Linked DNA regions of Solanum lycopersicum: region 1 is linked to region 2. Evidence: chromatin contacts called from public HiChIP or PLAC-seq data. All regions are on one chromosome and are shown on one strand. Each heading gives the region's core, a stretch centred on a gene start, on an enhancer-like site or on the middle of the called end of the contact. The rest is flanking DNA. Distances are from core to core; before and after follow the strand shown. Region 1 holds the start of LOC101247995 (metacaspase-1). Region 2 has its middle 30 kb from the start of LOC101247798.

Region 1 (2,700 bases), core at 55-2,554, 44 kb before region 2:
GTGGCAATTCGGCGGGTTGGATTAAATTTGGACGAATCATAATGAGTTAAAGACAATAATCGGGTTAAAATATAATCCAATCCCAATTTTCTTGGTCAAATTGAGTGAGATAACGGGTTATATATCAGGTCAAAATCCAACTCAACTCAATTTTTACTAAGCTTAATTGTTTTATATGTTCTTTTAAACTATTTTAGTATCTAATAAAATTATTCTCTTTCTTTATTATCACTATAATAAAAATTGCAAATAAGAGATTTTCAAAAATATTTTGACAAGATTTGTCCTAAGCCAATTCAGGTACAAATCAACCAAATCTTTTTTATGGGTAAAAATGAGTTGAGCTAACGAATGTACCAATCAATAACCAATCCAAACTTTACCGGATTGAACGGATTAGACAAGTTGGGTTAAAGATTTTACCATCCCTACATAAAACTCTTTGTTAGACAATTTTTTGAATCCCTCTAATAGCTGGAGTTCACAAAGTTATCAAATGCAATTTAATCTCTTTGTTAAAAAAGGGACACAGTAGGCATAATCAATAGAAAACTACGTCAGAATTGTAAATCAAAATCAGGATGAAACGAGTTAAAATTGATTGAAAAGATTTAATACCAGTAAGCATGAGAATAGAGTCTTGAGGAAAGTTGAATCGATTGGTGAGCAAAAATTTCATACATTTAGCATCATTAATACATCCCTTCAGTTCATTCCTCGTATTCGTATACGAAATACCTACGATGACCGCCCTCTTTCGTGACGATGAATTTTGACCGGAACTATAAGTAGATGGAGCAAGAGCAGGAGAAGGAGAAGAAGGGGGATAGTAGTGGTTATTGTAAGCGGAAGGGGGTGTTGGCGGAGCAGCGTGAGGATCAGCAATTAGTGTGATGGCTCTGCAGATGGCGCAGCGAATGGACTTTGCACCTGGTGGGAGTTGTAAGGGGGTGTGACACTTGGAACAATTGACAAGCATCATCATGTTTTTTCTTTCTTCTTCTTGTTTCAATTAATTTGATAAATTGAAAATGGTGATGCTTTTATGAATTAATAATGGAATTGGTGGATTAAATTAAAAGAGTGTATTTATTTATTTATAGAGAAAAAAGAAATGAAATGAAAAAAAGAAGTGGGAGTTGGTAAGAAGGAGAACGGATGAGGAGACGAAGGCTCCGTGTTGACTTTCTTTCAGACTGCTACTCTCTACTCTGATGGCTACCATAATTAGCTGATAATTTGATTATTTGAAGTAACTTAACTTTAACCTCGTTTGTTGTTTGTATTAAAAAAATAAATATCCTAAAAGATACGTAGATATCTTCCGTAATAAATATGCCCTTCACTTTAACGGAAGACAAAATAGGAACACATGGCCAGTGGCGGATGCCTTTCACTCTAACGGAAGACAAAATAAAAACACATGGCCAGTGGCGGATCTAGGATTTTAAGGTTGTGGGTGCTCTGTAAAAAATATGTGTTAACAATGAGATTTGAACCTTGGTACAACAATACTAAAAGAGTTTTAAGTACGCTCTATGTTAATTTTATACAAATATCTATCAAAATCTACACACACACGCACACGCGCGCGCACACACATAGTAACAAAGTTAATGGGTGCTCGAGTACCCGGCGGACACCATGTGGGTCCGCCCCCGCACGTGGCGCAATCTTATCTATCAATTCGATGTCGAGTGGGTGAATAGTTTATGATATGTATATTTTCATTAGTATCAAGGGTATATATACTCTAGTTCTTTAACGCAGAGGCACCAATGTCCCTAAAGTGTGACAAAGGGTATCTGCACATCATTTACGATAGTTCGGGATATATTTATTTTTTTTCCAAAAAAAGAAAAAAATAACTTGATATATCCCTCATTACAAAAGTAATTTATATATCTTTATTAAAAATATCATGTACTTGATCTTTTCACACATAAATCATTTTTTAACTTTTTCGATTATTATTATTTGAATTTTTTTTTTAATTCTTTAGTGTAAAAATAAGAGAGAGAAAAGGAGTGAAGGAAATGTAAATGGAAAAAATTGAAAATTAATAGTTGAAAAATTAAAATATTTTTGGCAACTATACTTAAATTTAATTTTCCTATCTATAAAATAAACATTGTGATACCTATAATAAATTTGATTATCAAACTAATAAATTCAAATTAGTGTATTAATAAAAATAGATAAAAGAAATAAAAATTGAGGAGGACTACACATACCCCTACATGAATATGATTTTAATAAAAAATAATTTATGATTATTTTTTCACTTACGAAGGATATATATGAACCATTTGTATAATACTATGCATTATAATAAAAATGATCAAATATGTATTTTTAACGGCAATTGTCACTCTTTGTATATGTCCCTAAAGCCTTTAGCTACATTGGTTCTATTGACACTTAACTAATACCGGTAAAGACTTTATCATTCCTTATTAATGTCAATATTTAATATCGCTAAAAGTTATTTTTGTTATATTTATATATATATATATATATATATATATATGAGTTACTTTTATAACGAGAAGTATATCAATTTTAAATAACAAAATAAAAGTATATCAAACTTTTTTTCCTTAAAGAATATCTTTTCAATTTATTTTTAAACAATAAAAACCCTTATGTAGTTGAAAATTGCCTTAAAATTATTGAAAATTACTCAATCTTACATTTATG
Region 2 (2,700 bases), core at 157-2,656:
TATGCCCTTAAATACCTATTTATTCTTATTTATATAAATTTTTTTCTGAATTTTACAATTATTTACTTAGCGTGAAATACACGTGCATTGAATGTGTTTGAGAACTAGTACTATAAATATTTTCTTCTTGATCCAAAATATTATAAAATCAATTTATCCAAATTCAAGTGATACATGTTTCTTTTCATGATTCAAATACTATAAATTTTGATCAGTATTATTTTAAGCATTTAAGATGATACGAATCACAACTTTTAATACTTTTCATATCTAGTTTCTAAATAACTATTTATTTAACAATTGATATAATTCCATCTAACTTCAAATAAAAGTTAAAATATAGTGTTCTCACAAAAAAAATAATATTTGGAATGTTTATTTGAGTTACGTGTCAAATAACTATCGGGTGTATTATCATACAAATGTACACATGATGCACACCAAACATAGAATAATAACGCCTAAGTTTCTCCGTCAAATTTTATTGTTACAAGTCTATGAGTACAATTGTTAGGATCTTCTTCAAGGTTTCTACTTGAATACATTTCCTCTCTATGTTACATACTTCACTCGTATACTTTTTTTTTCTTTTTCTTTTTTTATTGTGAACTGTTCTTTAAAGTGTAGCGAGAAGAAAAATGGGGGATGCTTATGGGAGTTGTCAATCACAACTTCCTCAATCTGCTAGATTGCTCAAACAACTGCACCCTAAATATGGTATTAACACGTTCCGTGTTTTATGACAGCTTATATTTGATTAGGAGGCGAAATAATTTTGTAAAAATAATTTTTAATGTTGCTTTGAAATTAAATTATAATTATCTCTTAGTTTGCTAGAAATTATAAAATCCGAAAATCATTTTTGTTTTTTCATTGATTGAGATCTACATCTAAACATTTGGAATAGTTACAATTGTAGATTGATAAATGATGAAATTTTAAAGAAAGAGAAATACATTGAAAGTTAGAGGAAAATATTTTTGTCATATGTGTTAGACTTTTACGAACTTTGGAGATAGTAAAGAAGATAAGTTCCATTGAATCGACATAATAATCCCATTTTTCTTTGTGTAAGTCATTGGTTAATTTAAAATTTTCCTTATTGAGATTTGAGAACAATAAATATAGTGCCTAAAATTTATAATTGAAATCTCTAGGTGAATTTCAAACCCCCTTAACCGTCGAACCTAACTCTACTCTATTTATTTAGGGGAGTAAAAATCTACATGTGTGTAAAAATAAATTAATTACCATATATATTGGGTAATATTTTATCAAGGGGATTCAGGTGAACACCCTCCCACCCCTAGATCCACCCATATTATAATTTTCTTAAATCTGGATGACAATAGGGTAGGTGAAGACTTGTCTTGCTGCATTTTAAATTCTTCTTTGCCCTGTTTGCTTATTTTTCTACTAGTCATTGGCACATGTGTTGCACGTGTGAGCCATAAATTTGTTTTATTCTCTATCAAGAGATATTTGTAAAGTAGTATTGTCATGAACGCGTGTGATATGATGTAGAAGAAGGAGAAAATACATAATTGCCCCATTAAATTTATATCTATTTTTTCAAGTAGACATTTGAAGTTTGTAAGAGTCCTATTACCTTCACGAAACTATTTTCAACTGATATAAATATACCATTTTGACAACAATGTTAATCTCAAATCCCACGTGTGTGTTCACTCTCAACGAAATAATATTATTTTATTACTATCCATTAATAAAGAATTGGGTAAAACCCGAACCATTCACATAATAATCCACAAAGCATAGGAAAGACAATCCAAATGCATATTTTATTATGCAAGTACAATGGCTGAGAGATGGAAGAATAACCAACCCAAGCTACAAGGAGGCAAAATGCCACTGAAGCCAATTTAACATAAAACTTTGCTATGTTATAATAAAACGTTAGAGGATGATTATTAATGTGTTCTGGAAAAAGAAAATAATAGGTCGTAAAATATTTCCACCTAACGAATAAGTAATTTATCAGATAAAATCCGTTGAAATAAATCAATATGTTTTTATATAATGATCAAACAATAACAAAATAAGCAAAATTGAACAATTTTAAAAAAAACAAGAACAAAAGTTCAAATAGCTGACTACAAATTCCAAACTTCCCAAGGAATAAACAGAAAACAGGAGAAACAAAGCCCAAGGGAACGTACTTGGGCTTTCACTTCAACGATGAATAATAGTTATACACCAAGCAACAATAGGCAATTTGCAACAATATAATTAAGATAACATTGTGACAAGTAACATCAAGGAAATAATAATATCAAAATCAGACATGATTAAGAAAAGCAAATGAAATTAGCTAGATAAAGACATACATATGGACATAGAGCGGTTCTTGATAAATAAAGAGGAGAAAAAAAATATTTACCTGATGTATTTGAATGAGGAACAACAAAGAGAAACCGATTATTTTTAATAAATAAATATTTAAGTAATATTGTAGGGATAAAACGATAAATAAACATTGTAATTAAACTCTGCTACCTTGTAATAATATATGATTCAATTTGGATAATAATGTTTTTTTAGATGAACATTCCTACTAGGAATTTCTCTCCTTAAATGATAATTGCCTTAACATTATTACAAAATATTATTGTAATTTCAAAATAGAGTTAATACAAAATTTTAGTATTTAAGACTGATACAAGAACAATATATATATAT

What was found. HiChIP or PLAC-seq counts read pairs in DNA pulled down with a chosen protein or histone mark.
Region 1: a contact with region 2 is called in an RNA polymerase II HiChIP or PLAC-seq map of leaf, with 4 times the contacts expected there. The contact joins the promoter of LOC101247995 here to the enhancer-like site in region 2. A contact is called at or near these places in 3 of 8 Hi-C or Micro-C datasets (leaf and leaf mesophyll) and 1 of 1 datasets of contacts at active chromatin or transcription factors (leaf).

The regions. Positions count from the first base shown.
Region 1 is chr3:52,826,203-52,828,902 of SLM_r2.1, reverse strand. LOC101247995 (metacaspase-1) reads right to left here and starts at 1,304. Exons shown (of 5, transcript XM_004235157.5): 1 at 619-1,304. The coding sequence starts at 985.
Region 2 is chr3:52,781,982-52,784,681 of SLM_r2.1, reverse strand. No RefSeq gene overlaps it. Among protein-coding and RNA genes, the nearest start is that of LOC101247798, 30 kb to the right of the region's middle. Within about 2 kb of position 1,406, at least 2 of the 2 cell types and tissues checked have open chromatin away from gene starts, as enhancers often do. A contact at or near this core is called in leaf, where this site is marked.